Linked DNA regions of Anas platyrhynchos: region 2 is linked to region 1. Evidence: chromatin contacts called from public Hi-C data. All regions are on one chromosome and are shown on one strand. Each heading gives the region's core, a stretch centred on a gene start, on an enhancer-like site or on the middle of the called end of the contact. The rest is flanking DNA. Distances are from core to core; before and after follow the strand shown. Region 1 holds the start of MAP3K5 (mitogen-activated protein kinase kinase kinase 5). Region 2 holds the start of AHI1 (Abelson helper integration site 1).

Evidence for each region. A called contact is a pair of places that touch in the nucleus more often than the background predicts.
Region 2: a contact with region 1 is called in a Hi-C map of skeletal muscle, with 10 times the contacts expected there. The contact joins the promoter of AHI1 here to the promoter of MAP3K5 in region 1. A contact is called at or near these places in 3 of 8 Hi-C or Micro-C datasets (liver, skeletal muscle and subcutaneous adipose tissue).

The regions. Positions count from the first base shown.
Region 1 is chr3:60,542,126-60,549,526 of IASCAAS_PekinDuck_T2T, reverse strand. It overlaps MAP3K5 (mitogen-activated protein kinase kinase kinase 5), which reads right to left and starts at 4,526. Exons shown (of 30, transcript XM_027454464.3): 1 at 3,999-4,526. The coding sequence starts at 4,383.
Region 2 is chr3:61,167,117-61,174,517 of IASCAAS_PekinDuck_T2T, reverse strand. It overlaps AHI1 (Abelson helper integration site 1), which reads right to left and starts at 4,204. Exons shown (of 26, transcript XM_038177002.2): 1 at 4,053-4,204; 2 at 1,387-1,493; 3 at 493-564. The coding sequence starts at 502.

The DNA.
Region 1 (7,401 bases), core at 3,277-5,776:
GCTTTATTTCACTTCTGTGCATTTATAAACATTTACAGGCACACCATCTACACAAGCTCTGTAAAGTCTGCAGAAAAGGTTCAGATGTAGAACCTCATCTGAACAAAGCTCCCTGTTACACCAGTGACTGTACTGGCTCTCCGACGATTGTCATTTTGTGAGCCAAGATGCTCCCCAAGCATACCACACTGTAGGTTTTTAAGCCCACTGCGCTGACGCTTGTGAGAAATGAGTGATACCAAATTCCAGAAACAATGAGAACAACCTGAATCCATTTTATTATCTGTTATTTGATGAATGCTGTTTTAGTCAGTCATCACTGTTACAGAGAATTATCTCAGTAGCCCTACACAGAAGTGGCAGTACAAAGTAACATCACAAGGGCCACCGACCCATGAAACCTGAGCATAAGATGTTGAAGAACAGGGGATGCTCTAGTATAACACAATATAAAGGCTACCAGGAGATAACTGCATGACAAGTACATCAGTCAAGTTGCTTAGCTTGAGAACCATCTTAGAAACAAGCAACTACAGCCTAGAAAACCCAGATCCTCCTCAGTCACCAAGTACACGATCTCTTATCTTCCATTAGCCCCTCTGAGATTGTACACAGAAGTCAGAATGCTTGATATTGTACTTCTGACAAATTACCAATCTTCAAAAAAAAAGTAATCTTGCAAGGCAGTCAAGGAGGAGGAACACACCTGAAAACAGTAAACAAATGATCCCTGTGCCCATGCACTAGAAGCAGTCAATGCAAGTTGCTTCAAAAGACAGTGCAAGGTACTTCAGAGTAAGACAAATTTCCAATGAAGTTTCTCTCTCATTCCTCAAGGTGCATCCAATTTCCCCCCAAAGTACAAGATTAAAGCTGTGGTCTCCCTTCTTGTAGAGGTCAGAGTGCTGTACAGTACAGGTCATCCCAGAAACCTGCGTGCATTAATTATCCCAGCTTGGACACTTGTACGCTACTTGTTTTGCTAGTCAGCCGAACACTCACCCCTAACTTACCCTGCACTTTAAAATTGATGCAATTTCTAAAAGCGTCAGATTACGAGTCACATGAAACATTTCTGTCAACTTGGCAAAAAATCTGCCTCAACCTAAAAGTCTCTGTGAAGAATTCACCTCAATTTAGAGCACCTTCCTCTCCTGAAGGGCTGACCCAGATTACTGATTCATGTCAGTTTTTCCTTTTATATTTGTTCCTTTTTTTTTTTTTTAAAAAAAGGACACTGTTCAGCTAGCCCTGGATGCATTTGTGTAACACTAAATGACCAGTTAAGGATCTGTACAATAAGCAAATCAGCTTAATTACAGTTGCCTACAAAACAAATGAAAAAAAATGAATTGCTTAACCAAAGAAACTAAGTAATCTATACTCATTTATGGCTCCGTTTAAAAAAAATAAAAACAGGATATGAATATCAAGTCATTATAATGTGGAAAAAGTATCCTTTAATAGTAATGTATTTCAACTTTCAGAACACAGCACTGCAGATAGGCTTCTCTACTGTATTTTGGTATTTTGGCATCTCTCTGACTCTTTAAACATTCTTGAACTGTTTAGAAATTATGCTGGATTTCAGAGACCTGTAATTGAACTGCAAGAACTCAACACAGCTGAGAAAAAAATATTGTCTTCATGGAAAAAAACAGCTCCTGAGACAGCTGGCCAACCCCATATACATTGGGTTCTGCAAGAAATCGGACTGATTTTTCCCTTTTTCACCTTACTCCTTCTAAGTGGTGGGAAAAGTATGAAATGTTCCAACAGTTACTAAGGCTGATTCCACACTTGCTTCTCATGAGGCTTTTTTTTTTTTTTTTTTTTAAATCAAACAGACTTTAAATCATGCACGACAAAGTGCTAGAATAGGCTATTTCTTAATATTTGGTGCTTGAATGGTTCCATTATACTTAGCTAGGACCTACTCACTGTTCATATGTATTTCTAATTATGTCTCAGCATTTAAGCACCATCACTTGACAGAAGCCAGCTGAAGAAGATTATTAGCAGGCTAATCCAAATTTAGACAGGATGATGAGTATTTACATCTGAGATTAGATTTTCTTTTATTTAATACTTCCCAAAGTTCTCTTTGGAGCAGTGAAAGGTATGAAGTGAGCCATCAGAGATCACCAGGAGTTCAGACTACATTATGCAAAGCACAAAGAAGACATTAGGGAAGGGAAGGCTTGATAATGGGCAGATAAAGTTGTACTGCATCTACTGCCTCTCTCCCCCTCCCCCAAATCCCAGTTCATTTGTACACACTTCAAGAGTTGAGAGATTTGTTGCTTTTATCTCATTCAAACACAGTAATACGCTCCATCACATCATTCCTTACTCTCATGACTTAATTGCCCCTAACACTGAGTCTAGGTAAGACTCAGTACCTTGAATGAAACCAATTAACCATTACGTAAATTGGAAGTCATTTTACTGTTAAAATATTACTTATGTTCAGCCATGCTGTACTACTGTAATGTACTACAGTTTTTTAAATAGTGGAGTGTGCAGATAATTCTTTACCTTATCACTAGCATCTTTAATCACTGAAAGCACATAGCAAGATAGAGAACGAGAGGGGATACTGGGAAGGAGTTTATATTTGCCATCTACAAATGCTTCCTTTCCACCCCAGTGGAAGGAAGACAACTGAAACAGAAAACAAACTGTGGAATAAATACACCCTTCGTGACCATGTCAATTTTGTTCCCTACACTGCTCCCCGTTTGCATTTTTCAGCTTACACAGCTTCTACTCTTCAATGCTTTTCTGTTCCTAACCTGGGAGCCATAATTTTTTTTTTTTTTTCAGAAATTTTCAGCCAGTAGAACAACTAGTTCTTAAAAATATATATTGGATGCAGAAACGTGAAAACCCACAGACCCTTCCAGACTTAAGTTCCAGCCTCACAGCCAACACCACAACATAGCTTTTAGGCAGCAGCTCTCACAGCACAGAACAGATCGTGAGCAGACAAACTTCTATGTCCTGCTCTTTGCAGCACAGTTTGCTCAAAACCCATCGAAATAAGAAATGTTATATTACATAAGCGTGCAGTTATGTAGTGCTAGACGCCAGACGCCTACTGCCAGAATTAGAAGGGGCCCACTTCAAGTCAAATCTCCCATTACAAGAAAAGCCTTTGTGAACTATGGAGACCCCGCCTATTGCACAGACCAGTCCGAAAATTAATGAACAAGAGGCACACGAACATCACAGATAATTCAGCTCTGTGAGCCTCACTAGGATACACCTTCGAATGAGACTCTCAGGTTGTACCTGTCCTACAGTTAAGAGGTACTGAAGCTCCTAAAATTTTTAAGTCTCTCTTACCAGTCACGTGGAGAGTATGGGCTCTATAATGAAGCTCTGTGCCCTTCCTATTTCTGTCTGTGAGCACAGCTCCTCTGAAATTTTGGGAACACCACCTCTAAGGCCAGATCTCTAAGAACTGCAGGGTCTGACATGCCCATGGCTGCGGAGCCATCCAGCTCAGGGACCTGGAAGCAGCAGCCCTCGAAGCAAAGCATTTGCTGTTTCAGATAGATGACATGCGCATGCATGTCCATGCTGCTGAGTCTTGTGTGGACAGGGCAGACAGTCCAGATATTTATTTTATTATTTTTTTTCCTCTTCCACAGGAGAGGAGACAGCTACAGCCAAAACTTTTTAAACGCTCACTTGCCAAAGTGTTGCATGCACGTAAAGGCAATCCATAAAATAAGTTTAGAGTTGCAGGTCAAATCAAATCCCTGTCGGTAAGTTTTTAGGTGGCACAGAGACCCTAACGTAGCGCTGCAACTTTAGCTTTATGAAGTCTTCACCGGCCTGGTGAGCGTGGGTCTTAATTCTAAGTGTACAACACGCATCTGTTAATAACAATTAAGAAGAAAGGTATTCAGGAGAAACTTTCTGGCTGCTGTTTGTAAGCACGGGCCATCCCTGTGTCCCTCCATCCCTGTATCCCCGCGGCCCCCTCTCACCGGCGTTGTAGAAGCGGTCGAGCACGGCGGTCTCGCCGAAGTCCAGCTTGCCGAAGTGCAGCGTCTCCAGCGTGGCGCCCACCGCCTCGCACGCCTCCCGCAGGCTCTGCAGGGCGCCGCTCTCGGCCGCCAGCAGCGGCCCCTGGCTGGCCTCGTTGATCACGTAGGTGACCGCCGTCCGACGCCCGCCGCCCTTGGCTCTCGCCGCGATGCCACCGCCGCCGCCGCCGGCCCCGTCGTCGCCCCAGGGCTCGGGCTGGAGGCTGCGGGCGCCGCCGTCGGTCCCCTGCCCCCGCCGGCCGAGCCCCTCCTCGCCGCCGCCGCCGCCGCCGGGGGGGGGCCCGGGCAGCGAGAAGCTGACGGTCCCCTCGCCGCCGTCGCTCATCCCTGCGGAGCCGCCACCGCCGCTGCCCGGGGCTCGGGGCTCCCCCGCGGGGCTAGCGGGGGCTGCCGGAGCCCAGGGGGCGAGCGCCGGCGCCCGCCTCCGGCACCATCGCTTCCCCCGGGCACCCGCGGGGCCACGCGGCGAGCCGGCCCCCGGCAGGCAGCAACAACAGCAACAGCAGCAGCAACAGCAGCAGCAGCAGCAGCCGCCCTCCCCTCCGCCTTCCTCCTCGCCGCCCCGCAGAGCTCCCCGGCTCGCTGCTTCTGCCCCCGGACCCACTCGCGGCAGGGCTCTCCCCGGCGGCAGCCGCACGGCGACGGGCGGCCAGCGGGGGCGGCCCCAGCGCCGCGCTCCGCCCTCCGGGGCCGGCCCAGAGCCGCCCGCTGCTGCCCGGGGGCGGCCCCTCGGGGCTGGGGCTCGGCGCTTCACGGCTGGGGTTGGTGGTGGGGTGGCCGTCGAGGGAGAGAGGGCCTGTGAGGGGGGCGTGTGGAGTGAGGTGTAGTGAGAGCTCTGCGCTGCTCCTGGACCAAAACAGAAGAATGAAATCGCTTGCTTTGCTCATTTGTTTATTGGATCAGGGATTCTATTAAGTAGGTACAGGAGAAATGTAAAAGCTTTTGGATCACCCAGGTTGGACATGGTATTCAAGATGATCACGTCCATCAGCATGGCCTACTGAGTGCCACCCCCAAACCACAGCCCCTAGTCCCACAGCTTTTAAATACCTCCAGGGATGGCGACTCCCCCACCTCCCTGGGCAGCCCATTCCAACACCGAACCACCCCTTCCATGAAGAAATAATTCCTGATCCCTAATCTAACCCCCCCCTGGTGCAACCTGAGGCTGTTTTCTCGTGTCATATCACTTGTTGCTTGAGACGAGACACTGACACCCTCCTCACTGCAACCAACCAACACCACCCTTGCTGCACCATGCAGCAAAACAGCCCTCTATGTATTCCGAATTATGTTAATATGGCATATCAATAGGTCCATCCTATTACAATTGATTTTGCGGAGGCAGATCAACTTGCTGGCACTAAGCCTGTTCCTATACCACTGTTTTCCATGACTGCTGTAGGAAGAGGATAAATTCTGGAATAATCAAGAAAAATTAGTCACTGTGGTACCTTCAGTAGCCCTGCTTGTATTTGCGTTGATCAGTCCCCATTTTCAATGAGATATGCCTGGCATTTGCTTCTGCTGATAAGGAATGGGTAAATGGGGTGGGAAGATGACGAGCAAACGAAAGACTAATTTACAGGGGAAAGTTAATATTTGCTAATCTGCAATATACAGTAGGTTATTGTTTCTTGCTACAGTCAGAATGGCAATCAGTGTTTTCCTAAATAAAGCAGTTTTCCACAAAACACAGAATCAGTGTTAATCCATTCAGCGCTGCAGTTACATCACCTTACAGGAAGCAAGAACAATATGTCTCTGTTGTTCTCTAGAACAACCCATGTTTGTCAAGTGCAGAAGGAAGTCCCGGGCTGAAAGAAGACGGAAGAAGCATGCTATTCTACTTAGCCTTGCTGCCTTGCGAGGCCTGCTTCATTATTAGCACTGTGTCCACTCCAAATTCAAGACAGTTGTTCTATTGATTTGACTGGGAGTGAGGGAGGGCCCTAAACTGAAAATAAATAAAGTAACAAAAATGCAGATTAATCTGGAATAACCCACAGAAATTGTCCGTCTGTTTATACAGGAAAAGCATATCTCTTAATCTGTTAACTCTTCGAAGTGAGCAATCGGGTTTTCAGGAGTTCTTCTGTATCAATCTTTGAATAAACAATGATGATAATCATTCAAAGTTTATTTATATTTTTTAATCAGCATAATATCCCATTTATTATCAGAAATATGCATACCTTGTTACTCAAGTGTTGTGCAATTAACATCTTTAGCACCAGATGGCTTGCATATAATTACAATCCAGTATCACCCTGTTCCTGCTCTGCTTGTTGCAAGGACGAGAACTTGCAACAAGTAGTTAGCTGTAAATTTGTTGAAATATTTCCCTCTCTTCCTTCCATGTTTTTATGGCTATACAACATTGGTCTCTAGATTTAAACAATTATAGTTCTAAAACTATATCCCAGAATAAAACTATATCCCAAGAACTTTCCAGTCTTATCAGTTGTAAATATAAATGCAATTTTTGTGAAAAAACATCACGTCAGATGCCAAAGACTTGATCAAGCTATTCAAACTAGTGTTAACAAGATCCAAGACAAAAAAAAAAAAAAAAAAAAAAAAAAAAAAAAAAATGGTAATTCCAATGTAAGCATTTTGATTTAGAGAAATGAAATCTGAAGTCTATGTGCAATTTTCAGAACTCTGTCCAGGTTATTTATATATTTTTCATGTATTCTGGGCATCAGTGTCCAGTTCAGGGAGAAAAAATATTCAAGACTAACTCTGCATTTCGAAATTTCTTGATACTATTGGAGATGGATAGAATGGACCAAAATACATTGCTATAGGAATTTGCAAAAGTAAGATCCAGTATGCTTCAATTATGGGTGTAAATAAATAAATAAATAAAGGAAACTTGCAGATACAAAAATCCAAATGGGATCTCAAAAGGACATAAAATAATCCTTTTTTTCCATGAACTTTAGTCCAGAACTCTTACAAGCAAATAGAAGTGGTTAAACTGAAGTTAAAAAATAATAAAATAATTTTTTTCCTAATAATTATCATAAAAAAGTTGGACTAAGCCTATCCCTGTAGACAATCAGAAGCAGCCTTTATATTCAATATAGAAAAGGCAGGGCTTCGTTATGGGGGAGTCAGCTGCCGATCTTTAAAAATGATAGCTCTATGATTAAGATAAACATTTCGAGCAATATTTAAGTACCAAGGGACAGGTAAATAAACTGGTGTCCACCGTGCATGGGTGCAGCTGCTCATGTAACAGTAACAGCATGGGGAATTACAACTTAGTGAATTATGGCATGGTGCATAGAATGACACTCAGCAAAAACTGCCAGAGCAATATGAACATATTTCTGGG
Region 2 (7,401 bases), core at 2,955-5,454, 630 kb before region 1:
CGAACTGTCCCCAGGAGAAGGGGCAGCTCTGGGCTCTTACTGAGCCTGGAAGCCTGAAGAGCACCACCTGCAAGAGGCAGGAGCACCCATGGATTTGAAATCAGCTATAGCCGTGATAGCCCCTGACTTCTATGACAATGCTATCACCAGCATCCGAATCCTTGATGTGGTAGGTGTTCTAGCCCTCTGCCCTCCCACCTAAGTAATGCTTAACCTGCAGTGAAAGTATTAAAAATGCATTGTGTTGCACCACAAAAAAAAGGCTACTGAATCCTCAGCTATAGCATATTTGTTATTATAACTAAGACATTTACAGAAGCCTCCATGTAAAACAAAAAATAGTAACAAAAACAATGCTTTGAAAATCAGCTCTAAGTATGGACTCAAAATAGAAACAATGCAAGATAAAAAATTTATGGACAGAAGTAACTCATATTATATTATTCTGACTATAAAATACACATTAGAAATGAAACACAAAAGGGTTCTTACCTGCTGGCATTTTCAGTCCTTGGTTAAAAGCAGCTCAGCACACCAGCTGCTTCTTCCTCAGAATTCACCATTCTGTTTAAAGTAATTAACAACTTTAATTAACGTAACTTGTCCATAGACTTGAAGCTACAAATTGAATGCACACTAATTGATACCAAGAATGAGTACAGGCCTTTTACACAAGTGGTCTAGAAATAAGTATTTCTCCAAATTATGACAAGTTCTCTCAGATCTCAGCTCAGAATTCTCAGCATATGAGAAACTTAATTACCTGAGAGCAAATAGAAGAACTGCTAAACTGCTGTGGCAATAAAAATAGGTATTTTTCTAGATAATCGCCAATATTTCAGTACTGCAGTTCTCCAATCTTAAAAAATCAAACAGCAACACCACAAACACAAAAACAATAACTGTACAGTGTATTTAAATAGCAAACCATGCAGCCATTTATATTGAAGCTTTTCTAATCAGTTTCCTGTCTGATAGCATCATAAACGAAGTCACATTTTAGCCAAGTGATAGCCTACAATGAAAAGGTTCATAGCTGCCAGCTAACCTAACTTTATTGCAAATCCCTAAATATTTACATTTACATAAAGCAGTTGTATTTTACATAAAGCAGACAAGCAATCACATGAAACTCATTCCTTTAAAGAAAAAATGTTAGGCCCTCCTGGTTGTGAAGAAAATCTTACAAATGTAATTCAAACCAAAGCTGGAAGGCAAATAAAACTATTACACAGCTTTATCTTTTCATCAAAAAAATCATAATGTTTCACAAAAAAAACTTTAATAGAAAAAGCTGTTTTGTAAACAGTGGAACTAATGAAACCTAGCTTTCTATGAATATGTTATGTTCCCCTGAGCCTTCATGCAGCACACTACCATACCCACCTGCCCTTCCAACAGCACATCAAGGCAGCAGCTCCAAGTCCTCCCTGCAGAACACCTTCTGTTAGACGCCACTCGCACATTCACTGGATACCCAGACTACACCAGTCCTAGTAAATTAAGACATACCAGTAAATATTGTTAAATCAGCCTTAGCACAGCTTTGGTGCAAACCATCTAGCACTCCTCCAACAACTCCTGCAATACACTTTAGGAGTTAGTATGGATGATAGATTGTTATTAACAGGCAGTTGGCAAGTGGACACTGATTTGGAGCTAAGAAAGTTTAACAGTATGAAAGCAGGCCATGCATACCACTTGCCTCAATACTATAAATCACTCCTGGGCAAACGTATTTTACAAGTACATGCTTATGTGCCCCTGCATCTGCACTACAGTACCCTCAGATCCCTCTCATTTCTCTTTCACAGTGTTATTTGCTTCTTTCTTGTCCCTCCACAGGCTACAAACTTTCATGTGATTTCATATTTCTTATAGTAGTTTGGCCTGCCTGCTTGCAAAACCAAACCAAATTAAAAACAAACAAACAAAAAAAAAGCAAAGCACAAGGGTTGGTTTGGGATTAAAGAAGTGCTGCTTAGTCAGTTTCCAGGTGTCATTAGTTTATTTTGTGTACTAAGCAAAGCATTTATACTAAGTATCCAACAGCGCCTCGGGATGTTTGAAATTTACAAGGATGACCAGAAGTGACTTCACAGGAAATGTTTTGTTGTGTAATTTCATGCTTTCACCCACAGGGTAGGAATATTTTCCCTTACTAAAAAATGTTTTGACTGGTAAAGCAAAGCTTTACTGTCACAACTGAACAATAACTGTTAAAAATAACACAAATGCCTAATTCTTACAGGAAATGAAAAACAGAAAATATTACTGAAAGTAAATCTACCCTTGAAATTTAGCCTATTATGCAAAAGGACCATTTTAAAAGTAATAGTCATTAAGTGCTGCTTTTCAAGTAGTCGATTCACAATCAGCTAGAAAATATTTGTAATTTGAAGGAATTGAAAACAAAAGATAAAATACAGCACATTCAATCACTTTAATCATTCATGGTGAATGACACGAACACACAAGATTCTGTTATGATTAGTACAGTGACTTCAACCACCTCTCCAAAAAACTAATTATAAACAACAAATGAAATGATTAAGTGCTCTGAAGTTTAAAAACAAAATGGGTTATACATAACAAAACAGCACAACTACTGAAGTGCATACATGTTTCAACTACTGAAATAATTTTATAACCAAAGGATAAATGAACCATACCACAAAAACAAACAAATAAACAAACCTGCAGCTAAATTAATTTTGAAGATCCTTGTGCTTGTAATGGAACAAACACATTTCCAAAGGCTTGGCTCATCTTATATGTATCAGTGTTCACTGTAAAATGCATAGATTCACCAAATTCACCAGTGACTGCATCATCTTCTATTTACCTCCATGTATTCAGTAAATAATCTATCCTCTTGCAACAATAAAAATGAGGTGCAGTCCTATAGTGATCATCCTTTTATTTCATATACACTTGCAATTTAGAATTACATGACATTTGACGTGGTGCATTAAAGCAACTATTAGCCTTGTGTAAATATAGATCCTTAATCAACAGGGTAAGAACAAGAGCGTTTACTCAGTCTAATCTCACCTTAAAATAGGAGAGATTTAATCTTACACTGGAGTTCAGCAACCACAGAGCCCCGATCTGTATAAACCCTGTTATCATCGAGATTAAACTGGCAAGATGCACTTTTGCCTGACCATATTTGATCTTTTCCATGTTAGTTAACATAAAGCAATCTAGGAACGACAAAAATAAGTATTTGGGAACAGAGGTATATTCCAGATGACAGGAATAGCTAGGAAAACTCAGTCATGAAAACTTCCAGGAATTACCAGACACCTCCCTGAAACTGATTTAACTTTTTCTTCTCTAATATCTCCCCCGTATTTCTAAACAAATCTACATCAAACTTCTGTTATTTTCACAGTGTTTTACGACAGATGAAGTCTCTGTATTCCGCACGTGTAAAATAGGTGTTCTCAATGCAAAGCACGTCGTGAGCTGCACCTTTCAGGAAAGGACTTTTATTAATCACCATAACAATTAGACAATCTCAGAAGCAATGTATGTTATAATGAAGCAGAATACAGACCATTTTCACGGTTTATATTTCCCATACAGGGAACTGACAAGTTCCCTGCCGCACTCGGACCGCTTTGGAAGCCGAGCTGACAGAACATAACCGCACGTTGGGGGATTTCCATGAAACGAAAACACTTTTTTTTTTTTTTTACTACTGCAACAAGCGAGTGCCACCTAGGGAGGCTGGAAACGCGCAGAGCACCAGGCTTTGTTTATTTTCATTCCTTTCGATAAAACCAGCCGCCGGGTAGCCGAACGCCTCAGATTTACGAATTAGGGATTTTTTAACGTGCCTTACAACATTTATTTTTATTCATTTTCTTTAAGAAACGGGCGTTCGCGCTGTCTCTGAATCTAACTTTATCACAGTGACCACGAAAGCGCCCCGGGGACGCGCGGCGCCTGAGGCAGAGCCCCCGCCCCAGCGGGGCCCGGGCCCAACGGCCGCGGGGCGCAGCGCTCCCCGCTCCCCCCGCCCCCGCCCCCCGGCCCCGACTCACGTGCCGCTGCCGCCAGTACCGGTGCTGCTGCTGCGGCCGCCCCCGCCCCACTCCTCCAATGGTCTCGCCCTCGCTCCCCCCCCCCCGCAGGTGGTTCAGCCGAAAACAACCCCAGCTGCCAGGGAAACGGCGCGCGTGCGCACAGCGCCCCGCCCGCTGCGCCTGCGCCGCGCGCACGCGCGCCCTGCGCGGCCCCGTTTTAATAGGGCAGCCGCGGGTGGTTTCCCGCCACGCAGGCGCGCATGCGCGTTAAGCCGTGGCGGCGGGCGGGGGGGTGGGGCACGAGGCGGGCCCACGCGCATGCGCAGTGCCTCCCCCCCGTGACCACATCGTTCGTTGCTGCCCGCTGTAGGCTGGGGCAGGCGGGGCCGAGGCGGAGCGCTGAGGAGCGGCCGTTTTTTGGAATTTGCCGTTCTTTAAATTAAAAGTTTGAAAGCAAAACTTGTGAAAAGCTTCAGTATCACAACTCCATTTACATCATCCGCTTCAAAAACGTCAAAGGGAGCTCTGTTGAGCTCTGCCCAGCGATGAAAGCTGCTCACAGAGGAATGAAACGCCTCAGTGAGGCACTTAGTTGAACTCTATGAGCTGCTTTTTGTGAGCTGTACGGCACAGACATCAGCTTTGAAAATAGCAGTAGGAAAAGATGTTCTGAAGCTGTGCAGACACTGCAGAACCTTTAATTTCCTGTCTTGATTTAGTGGGTGACTTGCGCAATGGTTCACTCTCCAGCAGTAAGAAGTGATTCATTGTTATTGTCAAGGAAGAACTGTTTGTTCATTTGCAATTTGTTAATAATAAAAAAGCAAATAAATTGTTTATGTCCAAGTTATTTCAAACAGTGGGAGGGTCACTTTTTAGACCCAGAAAAGCATGTAGGTTTGGGGCGAACATGGCCATACCTGTTCAGAAGTGAAGTCAAGTACAATTAGCTTTCAGCTGCACATGTGCCATTGGTACAACCTAGAGGTGGGTTAATGCTTGGGATAGATACCATAGAGTCATCGAATCATTAAGGTCAGAAAAGACCTTCAAGATCATCTAGTCCAACCATCACCATGCTACCAATGTCACCCACTAAACCATGTCCGTAAGCACCAGTCCAACCTTACCATCACAATGACGTACAGTTCCCAAGAGTGCTATGCCTAGAATTCTGTCAAAGAGTTAGACCTTCTGTCAGAATATACATACTGAAATCATTTGCTTGTTTCTCAAGTATTATGTCAGATGCTGTTTTCTTCTCCCACTAATTATCTGCTCTGCCCATCCTCAAATGCTTATGTGCACTTAACTGATTGTTAGGGAATGAAATACTAGTGGAAAAACTATTGCCTGTAAACAAGTGCATTTTTCATATTCCTAATTACTAATGTGCAGGAATCTTTGCAATACGAGGCTTGTTGCTGACAATATATTTCAGTTTTCCCCATGGTTAAAGTTAAAATGATACAAACCCCACTAAATTAGAAGTCCAAATATGGAAGCTAATGCTTTCTATTTTTAGAGTTGTGAGAAATTGGTTCACTGAAATTCTTTTTCAAAAAATATATTTTTTTTTTTCAAAAAAAAACATAATTGCCCGAAGAGACTGCAGCTGTGGGTGAGCCAACATTGGATCCCGTACACCCCAAAAAGGACTACAGTCTGCAGAGGACCCACACTGGAGCATACTAAAAAAGTGAAAAGGAAGGAACAGCAGAGAGAAACCTTTATGTATTGACCTCAGAGAGAGTGGTTGTGGTGGAGCTCAGCTGCCCACCTGAGTAAAACCACCACAGAGAGGTGTTTGAGGTGAAATGAGCCTGAGAGTGAAGATGAGCCTGGGAAAGGTGGAGGACAGATATTCTAAATTTGTCTATTATTTAGTTTAGTTTTGTTTTGTTTCCCAAGACATGAATCAGTCATTAAATATTTATGCTAATTGCCAAGAAATTAAGTTAAATTCCCCAAGTTAAGTCTGCTACCCTATTCACATGTTACATCACGGGATTCTTGATGGCTGGGGAGAATGTTTACTTGTGTTCTTATCTGAATGGCTTCCCCAGGGACCTTCAATTGTAGAAGAACATGCCTGTGGTAGGGATAGTCCTCTGGTAAAAGGCTACACAAACTTAGGTCATTGAGAATCTGTAGGACTGAAAGGTAAACTAGGATGTATTACCAAGGACAACAGAACATTCTGTCCCTTCACATTTGACAGTAACTGCTGCTTTATTGGCTATTTTTCTAGGCAGTACTAAGTAAAACAGCCTGAAATCCATTCTTTGGCTCAGACCAACAGAACCAGGCCAACTGGCATGGCACGGCTTCCATAAAGAAAAACTCTGTTACCCACCAATGCCTGCTTGGAATAATCTATGACTTTAGCTAACTCCTGGCTAACCACAGTGTTGTTACGTGAGTGCTTCTTGGCACAGTTCAAAACTGCGTCAAAAACCATGCTATCTGGGCTGTTAATATACCAGATGTCAGACTCATGCCCTGACCCCATTTAGTTTATTGGCATCCTTGTAGCTATTAATCACAATGTGTGATTAGAGAATTAGCTTATGGGGTCTACATCCTCCAAATTCCTTAAAGTACCTCTGCTTCTGCCCATTAGACTTCAGGTTCTGGAATACTGCAATATGATTCCCTTAATTTTTGGAACATTATTGTTCCTCCTGACCAGTTTTGAAACATATCAAATAATTATTCAGTCATCCCTATAAAGTTTTAGATATCTCAGTTGCTATTATCTCAGAATCTCTCCTTGGGAACAGTGTAGGTGTCTGATGCTATTTAAAATAACCCTTGATACCCTGATTGACTTCCAGATTCACAAAGATCTGTAAGACCTCCGGAAGAACACAGATAAGCCACATCTGTCTATATGTCTTAAGCACCTTAGGGCCATTTCAAATGGCAAAGGAGGCTTGTGCTAACAACCCTAGTCAGTACAGCATGGAGAGCAACTGCATTCATTACCCGCTATATGTCTACTTTAGGATGGGCAGAATCGCTATTAACTGCCTTTGAGTCTGTCTTTAGTACTGTCATGGAAGTTTCACTCTCTGCATGTAGGGCTCTCTGGGGAAGACTCATAGCTAATTAAATGGGTTATGGAGTTCTCTTTACCGTATTAATGCTTGTAGATTATGATTAAAGTTCTCCTAATAGGTGGAATGGAACAAACTATAGTATACATCGCTGGGTTTGGCAAACAAACAGGCCTGTGATAATTGAGACAGGTTGAAATGAAAAGTGATTAATCTTTTATGGTGAACACTGAAGGGTGCTGTCAGTCTTGAATTTATGCTTCCTGTAAAGATTAGGGTTGAGGTTAAATGAGTGGCTCAGAGGACTA